Linked DNA regions of Bactrocera dorsalis: region 2 is linked to region 1. A link is a contact called in public Hi-C data. All regions are on one chromosome and are shown on one strand. The core of a region is the stretch at or near the end of the contact, and the rest is flanking DNA. Distances in the headings are between cores, read along the strand shown. Region 1 overlaps LOC105229801 (platelet binding protein GspB). Region 2 holds the start of LOC105229801 (platelet binding protein GspB).

Evidence for each region. Hi-C and Micro-C count contacts between places; a contact is called where the count stands out from the background.
Region 2: a Hi-C map of whole body shows a contact between it and region 1, with 9 times the contacts expected there. The contact joins the promoter of LOC105229801 here to the enhancer-like site in region 1.

The regions. Positions count from the first base shown.
Region 1 is chr4:60,517,052-60,524,182 of ASM2337382v1, reverse strand. All of the region lies in intron 3 of LOC105229801 (platelet binding protein GspB), which reads left to right. It overlaps Trnas-cga (transfer RNA serine (anticodon CGA)), which reads right to left and starts at 425; the gene lies at 344-425. Within about 2 kb of position 4,477, the one cell type or tissue checked has open chromatin away from gene starts, as enhancers often do.
Region 2 is chr4:60,607,735-60,614,865 of ASM2337382v1, reverse strand. It overlaps LOC105229801 (platelet binding protein GspB), which reads left to right and starts at 4,019. Exons shown (of 11, transcript XM_049454139.1): 1 at 4,019-4,039.

The DNA.
Region 1 (7,131 bases), core at 3,228-5,727:
GAGTAGTATTAAATTTTTTATTGGATTTGAGATAATTTTAAGTAGAAAAATATTAAAATTTTGTTGTTATGTAGTGACTTGTTGGGTGTTTTAACGATTACTATTACTTTTTTGGTAATGCAATTGAAATCCAATATAATTACTCATTAATAATTTTGATTCCTAATGTTTTTCCAACTCTTAAGAAGATAACGTTTCGCAATCTGTACCCCTTTGTTTTTGTATTTCACTAGCAAATCTAAACTTCTTCAGTTATTTACATACACATATTTCTTAAAATTGTTTTGTCAAAATTTTTAAATTTTTTATTTGCAGCGCCAAAGTTTCTAAAAAAATACCACACCGCAGCCGGTAGGATTCGAACCTACGCTCCCAGAGGGAATCTGATTTCGAGTCAGACGCCTTAACCACTCGGCCACGACTGCTTGCATTTGAATCTCCTCACAAAAAGGACTTAGTTTTGCTTCTCCTTTAGCATAATTTGCAAAGACATTCGCAGATTATATTTTTCCCCAAAGAAAGAGCCCAGCAGCTCACAAAAGCGCAATAATGATTTAGTTCACCATGTTTACAGTTATTCATGTGTACGCATGTATGTATGTATGTAAGTGTGTCACAAATTTATTGATTAATTATGATTGCGCTCAATAGCAACAATTGCAATATAATGCAACAACAATCGCTATCAAGCCCTTGCGTCGCTGCCATTGAACACTGTGTCAATCGCCAGTGCAAAAAAATCAAGAGAGAAAAAAGTGCTTCTAACATTTACGCTTACGTCATTATGCAATTTATGCGCAGCATGACAAATCAATTTCTTACGCTTTATGCATTGTGATTGTTGTTGTTACTAATGTTCGCAGTGTTGTTGTGATTGCGGTTGCTGTAAATGCTAACGTTAGGCGTCACACAGCGTAGTGATTGACACATGCACACATATACTTATACAAGCACACTTATACTACAACAAATACACATACTTACGTGTGGACATGCATTAACACCGTTATCAGTGTTGTAAATTTAACGGCCGAGACAAATGTTTCGCCTGAATAATGCCATGAGGTGATGGCGTAAAGTTAGCTTCGCTGGGCTAACGGCGCATTGGTGGTGTGAGGCGCTAACGGGAATTGCTTTTAATGGAGTAACACTCATATAAGTTGGTAGAGAACTTGTAGTTGGTTGTTATTGTACTATAAGATGGAAGAAGGAATCGCTGTGGGCGGGTCATCGGAAGTGCATTCTTAAAAGACTTCAAGAAGGCAAAAAGTCTAGACATTTGTCGTCAATTTCCACAGCTTGTCGGCTGGCTGTGCGTGAGGCATTTAAACTTCTTTCTGTTTTGATTACGATTTTCTATTTTGCATCAGATTTATATAGATTTTTGCAATGTAATTATCATAACCTCAACACTCAACTAAATTTATTTATTTTTTTGTCCCAGCAAATGTGTTAATCATTGCTTAGCAAATAATTTGCTTTGTCATTCCGCTGGAAGAGGCTTTTGTTTTTGTACTCCGTTGACATTTTTAACACTTCGTTATTAGCTTTGTTGATTCGCTAACAGTTTTCACGCCTACCTTAGCAATTTTTTGTACCAAATAGTTAATTAGTAACCTACCTTCCCATTTCTATTTCTTCTTTAAACTATTTTCATCGTGAAAAACTTACTGGAAGTATGAGAATAGGAACAGTGATCTTCCGTTTCATGATTTATGTATGTCATTCAGGCCATAACAACCTTCTTGTTTGTTTTTAGGTTATGGTAGTTTTTCTTTGAGCTTGGTTCTAGTTAGAGCAGATTATACTTGTATGATGATTTTCAGTTCAAAAAATCAAGGTCATATATAATAACCTAAATTAATTTATTTAATTTGTTCTCTAACCAAAATCCACCGACATATCTTTCTGGAGCGTTGAGCTTCCCTGTTTTTATTTCTAGCTTAATTGCTTTTTACACTCGAAATTTGATAATTTGGGATTTGGAACGTCTATTGCTATATACATAGATCGATATTAAGGATTTCTAAAAATTATTCAAGTAATAGAGCGTAAATTGATCTGACATTTCACTATTAATGCCTTGTGAGTTTCAAAGCCCATATAAGACTATTTATTATATATCTAGCCTATAGCAACTTGACAACCCCTCGATGGATTTTGATTTTTCTTAGACGCCAACAAAGTTAATTCAATGTATAGCCTAATTTTTGGGAATACAGATAGGTAACGGGTGTGAATAACTAAATAAATCCAACTTGTCCTATATATAGTGATTTGCATGAAAAGGCATATCCTTGATGTTGTTGTTTTTTACATTCCAGCATTAATAATTAAATATCTCACAACAATACTGTACTAAAACATCGACAATAACAAGCGCGTACGTCAATATTTTGGCAGAAAACATATAGATCGATGCGAAGGGGTTTTAAAAAAATTATTCAAATAATAGAGCGCAGATTGGTCTGAATTTCAAGGCGTTTCACTATTAATACCTTGTGAGTTTCAAAGTCCATAAAAGACTATTTAATATATCTCTAGTCTGTAGCAACTTGACAACCCTTCGACGGATTTTGATTTTTCTTCGATATCAACGAAGTTAGTTCAATGCAGACACTAATTTTTGGGGTTTTTGAAAATAACCGATATGAGTACAGAATAATACTCGCAAACACTTTACAGAACATCCAAGCCTTTCAAAAAGTTAAGGAAGCTCAATAGACTTATTCTTCTAAATTTCCATTAATATTTGTTCAATTGTCCTGTTGTCCGATTTTAAGGGTTAATAATTGCGTTTATTCGATTCCTTTATCGGATTTCATATCAACCAGATGCAGAGTTGCTTTTGAGCTAATTGAAAAGAGCCAATTTCTCATCAGTTTTTGAAATATCGATCTGAAATCTTGCACATATTCTGCTCTCCTCAAGAAGCTGCTCATTTGTCAGAATCGCCGATATCGGATCACTATAGCATATAGCTGCCATACAAACTGAACGATCGAACTCAAGTTCTTGTGAAGAATCTTATCACAGAAGCTGTCTATTACACTAAAAAACGCTAATAATGCAAAAAATATTTTTTTTTCTTATAAAATTCTTATAATAGTCCGCCGTCTGGCACACACATACTATTATTTCCTTACTATGAAAATAAATTCATATTTTTTGTAACCACAAACGGGTTAATGCCTAATGTACTTTTAAGTGCATTTTCTTGCGAACACCAAACGGGCGTCTTAATAACTGTACATGCGGAATGCATGTGTATGAGTGTGAGTGTATGTAGCTGGCTGATGCGCATATGTACGTTCGCAAGTACAACAGGGCGTATGACTGTAGATAGACTTATGGACACGCACTTGCGCGTGCACTGCAACAACAGCAAAAACAATAATCATACAATAACTAAAACAACAAATAATAAACGATAAAGAATTGTAGCAGCTAAAATAGGCGAGAAAACACGTAAACGTACAAATGCTTGTAGCACAACAACAACAACACCAACAAACTAACGCGTGCATAGGAAAAGCGATAGCGTAACAAGCGAACCCCCATTTACGCTCGTTCCACCGAAAACGCGCTTCAAGGTTGGCGATGACAAATAAATTATAAAAGCGCAACCAAAACAACAGCAACAAAAAATGCAGTGTAATGCGATTGCAAGTTGACTCTGGGAAAAATGAATGAATATTTTGCATGTGTGTGTGTGAGTAATTGTGAAACGCACACTGCCACCTCACACCGCCCCCGAAAGCTTAGAAGCATTATTAAACGTAGTTGGTGGGAGGAGGCAGTGGTGGGGTGCTTTGGGGGTTAGCGCGTTGCGTGCTCTGTTTAATGAGGGCCTGAGAGAATTCAGTGAGAGAGCATGCGGTGCATTTGAGAGCGAGGTGAGGGGGTTTGCCGATGCGTGTATTCGCTTGTAGGTTGGGCGCGTGTGTGTGTTTTGGGTTTAGGGGAAGTGAATAATAAAGCTACATTCAAAAATAAAAAAAAATATATATAATTTTTACCCTTAAGAATTTTAGCGATAAGAAAATCACTCAACACGTCGAAGATAACAACAAAACATTGCTACTCACTGAAGACTGGTGGCAAGAAAGCAATGAAGGGCAGCCAGAAGTGGAAGATTTCTATTGAAGGGATGAAAACATGCCGTGATTTACATTTTTTTCACTTTTTCTACAACCCCATAATTTTTAATTTCCTTCATTCTCTCTCCCGCGCCGACTTACGCACGCTCATATGCTCAAAAACTGCACTCATTTCGTAGCGTGTACAACACTCTTCGCCTCCAAATGCATTTTAGTGCAATATGAGCGAAAGAAATTTACCAAAAGAAGAGCGCATTTTGCGAAATATGTGCAGAAGAGCAAAATATTTGTTGCCAGTGCATGTTGCAACGCGTTTGAAGAGAAAGCGAATGTGATATATGACAAATGCAATTAAAACATTTTAAGAGCACGAATGCAATTGCGAGCAATAACATTTGTTTTGCGCTGAAATGTGGAAACTTTGGTGTGTGTGAGGCGAGTGGTGTAAGTTGACATACATATACTCGAGAGGTAACGGGTATGAATAACTACATAAACGCACCGTGTCTTATATAGTGTGATATGTGTGAGAAGGCATATCCATGTTGTTATTGTTGTTGTTTTTACTATTTGTTTATTTAAGCTTAGTTCAACATTGCAGCGTTAATAATTAAATATGCCACAACAATACTGTAATAAAACTTCGACAACAAGAAAGGGCACATGCCAATAATTTTTCGGTGGCAGAGAACATACATACGTACAAATAAGTTAAAGCGTTTAGCAAGTAATATCTTCTAAGCCATTTGGAAAAGTTTTATGCTGTATGAATATAATAACAAAAATATTTTTATTATTGGATGCAGGGAAACTATGTATAACACCATTCTTAAAATAAAAAGTTTTTATACAAGAACTTGATTTTGATCAGTCAGTTTGTATGATAGCTATTGCTATATACATATATATTTGCTCTGGTTCTTAGATTGAACATTTTTTTTCTGAGATTTTAGCGTTTCTTTGAACAATAATCTGTGGGAAATTTCGTGAAGATGTTTGCTCAATTAAAAAAGTTTCTCATACAAGAACTTCATTTTGACCAACAGTTTATATGGCAGCCATAGCCTAGAATGGTCTGATCTAAACAATTTCCCCAGATATTGTGCTGTTGCTTGAAACAATACTTTGAACCAAATTTGGTGAATTTATCTTCTCAATTAAAAAAGTTTCCCATACAAAGACTTTATGTGATCGATCAACTTGTATGACACCTATAGGTTATATTAGTCCAATTTGAAAAATTTTTCCAGACATCGTACCGTTTCTTAAATCAATAATTCGGACCAAACTTCGTGAAGATATCATCTCAATTAAAAAAGTTTCCCACACAAGGACTTGATTTGGTCGTTCAACTTCTATGGCAGCTATAGGTTTTATTGGTCCGATCTGAACAATTTCTCCAGACATCGTACCGTTGCTTGAAACAATAATCTGTATCAAATTTCGTGAAGATATCTTGTCAAATATAAAAGTTTCTCATACAAAGACTATATTTTTATTGGCCAGTTTATATGGCAGCTATAAGCTATAGTGATCCGATATCGGCATTTCTGACAAATGAGCAACATCTTGAAGAGAGAAGAATGTGTGCAAAAGTTCAGACCGATATCTCAAAAACTGAAGAACAAGTTCACATATTTGCAAACAGAGAGTCAGACGACATGACTTAATGGACTCCACTGAATTTTCTTTCATATGCCATTGTCTTTCGTTATTATAGTTGTCTCCGTATTCCATTGTTATCAAGACTCTTATCTTAGGATACCAAAACTTACTAAAACTACCATTCTTCTTTGTTTGCTAGAAAAGTGAGGTTAACTTTATGTACTAATGGCTAGAATATAGTTCTAAATTATTTTGTCTAGTAAGTCAGGTTAGCTTCATATAGTTACAAACTGTTAGAATGTCACTCTAAATGATTTTCTAGTTTGTGTTACCTGTATGTATTACCTCATGGTTTGTTTACTCAATCTCTCCTTATTCTCGGTTTGGTAATAAAGTGAGGTTAGGACCAATTTGCTAATGTAGAATATCGTTTGAACTTATTGCTGACTGTACGAGTATATATTTTATTTATATATATTTATATTTTTATGATTCCATAATTTAGTCCATCTCTCGTTCATCTATGGAATATGATAAAGTGAGGTTAGATCCGGACTGATTTCTAGTGCCAGAATATCGTTCTAAACCTCTTTCATCTTGTAGGAGTAACTATTTTATTTACATTTATTACTGTTAGAATCCCAACATAAGGCACCGTGAAATTTTTAATAAGGAATAATAATAACCATTACTCATATTTGTAGTATAGAAAGTTCCACGATTTTGTATTTTTAACCTTTCGAAAGTATCCTAAGACTTAATTCAACACTCTGTGTACCCATTTATTATAAGAAGCATGCAACACAATGGTTCAAGAAGAGCCAACCAGACTTCGGACGCAACTAACATAAACATCTTCGCCTCTCAGTGAATGTCGTACTTAAAGTCAAATCACCACCCATCGCAGACGTAGAGCCCGATATGCCGTGAGAATCGGGAGTGACTCTTGCGCAGCTGCGTTCTGGACACTGAAGCAGGTGAAATTCCAACTTACTCAGAATCGACTTTGACATACCAAATTTATGTCCAGCATGCAATGAGTACCCGCATGACTCTAACGACCTCTGTGCATGCCCAGTTAACCCTATACATCTAACACCTCTGTCTCAAAGGTCCGACCCTTGACACCGCATGTTTCCTGGGCCTACCGTTGGATGACCTCCATGGCAACTTGTCTGAACCTTACAAACCTAACGGGAAATATATAGATAACCGTTATGATAACAACAACAATAACAGGATTCAAGAAGAAATATCAACAGCATCAAGGTTCAAGAAGAAATATTGTGAAAATTAACGAAGTCTAAGTTCGATTTGGTATTTTTAACCTTTCGGAAATAGTTTAGAACTCAATTGAACACTCTGTGAATCCATTTATTTTAAGAAGCATGCAAACTCGATGGTTCAAGGAGAATTATTTAGAGAA
Region 2 (7,131 bases), core at 2,770-5,269, 91 kb before region 1:
ATGGAGAGTAGGCGTGGTTGTAGTCCGATTTCACCTATTTTCACACTATGACATAGCAATCTTGAAATAATGTCATGTATCTAATTTGTTTGGAATCGGTCGAGCAGATCCCGCTATATGCAATTTCACCTAAAAAAAAGCGGTGTCGCACCCATTGTCCAATTTTGACAACGGCATTTTTAAAGCTGTCTGATACCATCTCGTTGATAAAATTTAATGTTTCTGGAGTTTTGGTTACTGATTTATCGCGCTTTTGGTAGTTTAAAACAGTACCGTTAAATTGGGGCTGAGCGGGGTTATGAACCGATTTCATTCATTTTCATACTGTCGGTAAGAGTTCTTATAGGATTTAACTTGAGAAATATGTTCATTAAACCTATTAGAGGGCTGGCCACGCCCATTTTTCAAAAATTTGTAACCCACAGGTGCTTAGTTATTAATAGGCGGTTTATAGGCATACAACAGTTAGGTGAACAAAACAACTATTCTCTGTAGCAACATGTTGCTAGAGCATAAACATATTTTATAGGATAATCAACCATTATATTAAAATTGCGAGCAAATTGATATTTTACTTCATAACGGTTTCATAGCAATCGAAAATATTGTAAAACACTTAACCTCAAACATTTTCTAAATGGCTCATTGAGTTTAAACTTATTCAAAAACATTACTATTTCAAATTATACCAAGTGCTATAATGTAAAGTTACTAAATTGGCTTGAATCTGAAGCCACAATCGACCAGTTTGCCCTCTATGATCACGTTTAGGCTAAACTTTCCGGGTTAAAAAACTATTTTTAGCGAAGAATTTCAAAATTTTAACTCAGCGTGTCATATTTCCGAAATATTTTATGCTTTCTATTAATATATATACATATATATATGCTTCCCCACGAGTTTACCAACGACTGGTTTAACAGAAATAAATCTTTATCGGTCGCATGGTTGCGTTTATTTGAGTTGTTGTAATCTATTTTGTTTTATGTTTGTCGCGGTTGAAGTTTGCCAACGGATCATCTTCACACAAAAAGAAATAAGAAATAGAAAAAAATCGCACTCGAACAATTGCGGCGTACACACACATACGCACGCAGATAAGCGGCGTTCGCAAAACTCACTGAGAAGCCTCTTCAAACTAAGCAGCGCCAGCCAACAAAAAAAAAAATTTCGCCACAAGTGTGTGAGCAAAAATTCGCAAACCCCACAGAGTTCGATTCGACATTCTAGCAACGAATAAATGAAAGAAAGAGAATTGGCAAAAAATTCGCAAATTTGCAAAGAGTCACGACGCTGTCAACGCCGCTGATGTCATACGCAGCCGAAGTGGGGCCCCAAAGAGCGGGCGAACACGTTGGCGCGAACGAGTGCGCAAGATAAGAGGACCACGCCGTGCGTGTGTGTGCGAATGTGTGTTGGTGAGTTTGCGAATATACATGTAGAATGTTGAGTGCGCTGGCAGCGCAACATGTTGCTTGGCACAAAAATGTTGCGACGCTGTTTTTGCAGTGTTGCTGCTGCGAAATTGCGAAAATTGAGCGTTGAGTGGTTGGCGAAAGAGTGTGTCAGGCATGTATTTGTATATTTTGCGAATATTTTGCAAATTTTATTTTAATTTGTGTGTGCGCGTGTGCGTATGAGAAATTATTTTATTTCCACTCGTTTCCATATGAATTGCGTAGAAACGTGTAAAAGCTGAATAAAAATGCTATGAAATGACGGATGATAGAGGAGCGTTAGAGATTTCGACAAGAGTTTTAGTAGTTAGGAGCGCAATTTGCCGGCGGTTTCTTGGCTTTATACAGCTATGACATTGAAGGTTGTAAGGTATACGCGTAGATAGGTCTCTTTTAGAAAGATAACGAGATCACTTTTGCGATATACAAGTATGTATGTATGTATGTACGTAAGTAATTTGAATTTTGTAGAGAAATGTTTAAAGTTAGAGACAGAGAAATTGTAGAGGTAAAAAAGTAGCTAAAATATGTAGTAAATAAAAGAAAAAAACAGTGGAAACAGTTGAACGAATGTTGAGTGTGATTGGTATGGTATTTAGTCGGAAGTATTGTTTTTGGAAAATGAAGTCTATGAAATTAAATAAAAAATAAAATAATTAAATTAAAAATTACCATTAAGCAAATAAGGTAGAATTAATATTTAAATTAAAAAAAAATATTGAAAAAAATAAGCTAAACAAATTAAGTAAAAAAAAATTAAAAAAAAAAATATAATAAAATCAAATAGAATATAAATTAAAATAAAAAAACGAATTAAAATTAAGTTAAGAATTAAAATTAAATTGAACAAAATTAAATAAAATTAAATAAAATTAAACTAAATTAAAATTAAATTAAGCTAAGTTGAGCTAAATTAAGCTAAGTTAACTTAATTTAAGTTAAGTTAAGTTTTAAGTAAAGTTTTAAGTTAAGTTAAGTTAAGTTAAGTTAAGTTAAGTTAAGTTAAGTTAAGTTAAGATTAGTTAAGTTATAATAAGCGAAATATTGAATTGAACTTAAATTGATTTGGGTACAATGATGAAGGAATGAGATAATGGAAAGCAAAAAAAAAATAATTAATTTAAAAATAAATTCTCTAATAGAAGATATTTTCCGCACAATAACCTACGGTTGAAAATAATTAAAAATTGCTATTTTTTCACGTTGAATTTTACCAAAAACCTAGTCGCTTTTGGCTTGCAAAAACTCGACTTTTGACTGAATTAAATTAAATTGAATAGAAGAAAACTAGATAAAGTTGAATGAATTAAAAAAAATTTTATACTAAATTATTTTATTTGAAAATATGTAAAATATGTACTATTTTTATATATACATATATATTTAAATTAATTATTAATTACTGCTAAATTTATTGACACTCAAAACACACTCGAAATACACATCAAATACCCCAAACTAATATTTGCTAGCTATCCGAATTAGGTTAAAGAACTTTTCGTTAACATTTCACCTTTTCATTTGCACCACGAGTGCCGAAAACTATTCTATTCATTGATATACATAAGCTTAAACCCTTCACTTCTCGCTAACACTACACCAAAATATTCTACGCATTTCAAAGTATGTAATTCAAATGGAGAAATCGCCTACTCCATACATTAGACACTTCCTATACTACTGCTACACAACAGTGTGCGCCCAGCAACATGTTGCCAAACAGCAGCAGGCCAAAGAGTAACGGCAACGGCATGAGTTTGAGCTAAAATGTAATGATAATAAATTGTTTTAATTATTTTTATTGCCACTACTGCTTTACAGTACAGTTAAATGCTGATTGGCGCTCTTACAAGCTATCGCAACATGTTGCTGGCAACATTTAAGAGTGTATATTCGCAATGTTTGTTGGTGGGGATACGTTTTGCAACTCGTTATGCTTAAACAGTGAAAGAGTAAAAGCGTGTTACTCATGTGCGCTCACAGCAGGAGTGAGTTGCGTGTTGCTTGTATGTGTGACTGGTATGTGAACAGGTGGCGGGGGCCACGGAAGGTGTGTAGTGAGCGCCTATTTCTAAGCAAAAGCCACTGACTACTTGATGATTTTTGTAGTTTGCAGGTAGTTGATTGTATGTTTGTATGCGTGTGTGTGCTCACAGTTCTTCTCCTTGCTTTTAAGAGCACATTCCACGAGTATTTGAGCGGCGCTGTAGGCCAACAGGAGTTCGAATTGCAACATACGCTCTGACGCTCCCAACCACTGGACGCTTTGTCGCCAACAAGACTCTCTGCCGCCGAGGTTCGCATGCGAATTGTGCGTTGACTGCAAATAGAAATGCCACTGGCAATGGTAGTGTGTGAAGTGGGCGGGGTGTGGTGCGCCGGTACGTGGCTCGCACTCGTAACCGCACATATGTAAGACCAATAGGAGGTTTAGGAGACTAGTTTGAGTGGAATTGCATTTTCGCACACAGAGCGTGACGTGAACAAGTGTGTGCCTCAGAGTCGCGCGGTCTGCCAACAAGGAGCGGGTGGTGGCGCAAGGAGCGCGCGCTGTTCGAGCCGCTGAAACGCACAGTGAGCAAGTGAGTAAATCGTCGGTGGTCGTTCGTTGGTGTGTCTGTGTGTGGGTGTGTGTTTGTGTGCCCTTAGCATTTCAGCTATGAATTAGCTAGAAAAACGCACGCTGAGCGCCAACAAAATGTTGCTTACAGCCGCGCTGCTTCGCATATGTTACGCCTGTGACCGCGGAAGGGGGAAGGTGGCGCTGTGTAAAATTTGTAAATTTCTGAGTGTTGGAACTCATAAACGGGTGTGTGAGTGTGTGCATTTTACTGTTTCTCACGACAGTGACACTGGCCGTACGTAACATTTCACGAATTCTTCGGCCGCCTGCTCCTCCGCTGAGTTTGCTCTAAGTTTTCTGCGACGCTGGCGGCAGCGGTTTGATGCTTTGAGTGTTAATGCGTTTTGGCTCCACACACAAAATGTTTGCGGATCGCCACAACTACAACTGCACGCATCAACTACACTACTGACCACTACAACAACAGCAAAAACTCAACGTATCGCATAGAATTAATATAGGAGACTATGACTTTGGCAGGAGCGTCCGCGAGCGAGTGAGTTCACTCAAACGGCATTAGCGGCACTTCGCACACACAAAATTTCTAGAAGACGCACACACCGACATATGTTTGCGCCCAGCATTTAGGTGTGTATGTGTGTGTGTGTAGCAAAGTGACTAGAGTCGCGGTGGCAGCACAGCGCTAGGCCAGACACCAGCGACAGTACCGAATGTGTGTTGGTAGTAGGAGCGGGCCAGTCGATCTGCCAAACAGTCTGCTAGTCATCCCAGCTAGCTAGCGAGTCAGTGCGTCAGCGCCGTTGGACACACAGGGCTACTTAGCAAGCCAGTGAGATAGCCTGGCAGTGGGACACTTAGGCTGTCATCAGGCAGCGCCAGCGGAAGGAACCAACCATAGAAGTAGAAATAGTAACAGCAGCAGCAGTGGCAGCGACAGCGACAGCGGCAACAGCAGCCACTCGGGCAGCCACTCGTGCAGTTAGCCAGTTAGCACGCCAACTAAAAAAGCAACAACCAACAACCAAGAGCCACCAAGCAAGCAACCGACCAACCAAGCAGGCAAGCAGCCAGCCAGGCAGGCAGCAAGTCAGCCAGTCGGGCAGTCGGCAGTCAGCCACCGCATATTCGCACACTCAGCGAACGCAACGCAACACATGCAAAAAGTTACTCGCTTGCAACGAACGAGACGAGACACGCAACGGCTAAGAACGGATCGCATTAGCGGCAATAGCAGCAAATCGCTAACTAACTGACTACAGAAAGACCAGCGGCGGCTGATTGTGTAGAAAAGGCGGAAAGAAATTACTTTTTTTTGTTGGTTTTTTGCCGTGCCAGCGTAGTGTGTACTGAACTCTTTTAAGTAATTGAAAATATAAAAAATTTCGTGAAATGTTGAAAGTTTTCGAAAAAAATGAGACTTTTGTAAAAATGCAACGCCAAACGAGTATGCAAAGTGAACTGGAAAAAAGTGTTTCGAGTGCGACGAAGCATTAGCGAAGCGGGAAAGGCAGTAAACGTCGTGCGCATAGCGGAAGTATAGCAGTGAGAAAGTGCGGTAGGTTTGAAAAAATGTCGTGTTGTTTGACCGACGGCAATGCAGCCGAAGTGAATTGTTATTATTTTTTATTAAAATTGAGTGTAATGTGTGAATGGGTGCCTAGAAAACTGGAAAGATATAAAAATATTTTGAAACGAAAGCAAGAAAGTAAAAGTAAATGCAAAATAATTTAATAAAATTAAAGTTATAATCAAAACAAATTATAAAATTGAAAAAAAAATTGTAATTAAAAATTAATAATAATTAATAATTAATTATAAAAATTAATAATAATTAATAAATTAATTAAATAAAATTAATTAGATGAAATTAATAAATAAAATTAATAATAATTAGTAAATTATTAACTTTTGTAGTAAAATTGAACACTATAAAAATAAAATCTATGTGATCCTTAAATGCAGCAACATTTTAAAACGGACGATAATAGCTAAAGTTACCGGATAAAAAATAACTATTGAAAACTTTAATTTATTCACTTTTGTAGTAATTGAAAAATATTGCAAATATATAAAAGAGCAAATAAAACCCTAGAGAAATGCAAAACTCATTAATATTAATTAACAACAAAAAGTTTTGAGTATATTTTTAGAAATGATTAAGGCCGTCAAAAAGCCATAACTTTTTAATTTAAAAAAATGTAGTAGTATAGTACACATAACAAAAAAAAATATTATATTAAAACATTAAAAACAAATTTTAATTTAAAAAAATTAAAAAGAAAATTCATAAAAATTTAAAAAATTACTAAAAAGTATAAGTATAGTGAAATTAACTAAAATTAAAAAAAAATATATAAATTTTGAATCAAAACAACCTAATAAAAACCTTAAACGTAGCAGAGTGCTAAATTTAAAGAAAAAGAAAGCTATAATAACTAATAAGTGCCAGAAAATCAACAAAAGTGCTCGCAAATTTGTAATAAATTTCCTAATCAGCTGTTTTAATAATATGAAAACTTTGAATAAATACAATATTAGTTTTCTGTTTTGCAAATAAAATTTAAAAAATTAAAAAAAAAAAACCGGACAAACACTGCTTAAGTCAGTCCTTACAACTATTTATCCTAGTACTTGCTCTGCACCAAAGGTTATTTTAGTGTTCCCTAAAAAGCATACAAGTAAACACATTGAAAAAAAATAAACATGAAACAATTATGAGTAAAGTGACTAAAAATATTGAGAAAACAACAAACAATCATTATTAAACAAAGTGACTAAAAATATTGAAATTCTAAGTACATTTTTTGTAAATTTTATTGGCGTAATGCTCAACTATACATTTGTGTGGTTGCGAAATGGACTTTTCAGAAGCATGAAAAATATGTGCTAAATACGAATTTGCGGAAGATTTATATTCAGATTAAAATATATATTCATATATAGTGAAAAAGTGACTAATTATTTAATTAAAAACTTGGCTTTTGGAAATCTGTTTCTTGAGTGTTAGTGCTTTGAATAAAAAATATATACATATGTTGATCAAACTTAAGTGAGCAAGCTTAACCAATAATGTGCCTCAGGATTTCCAAT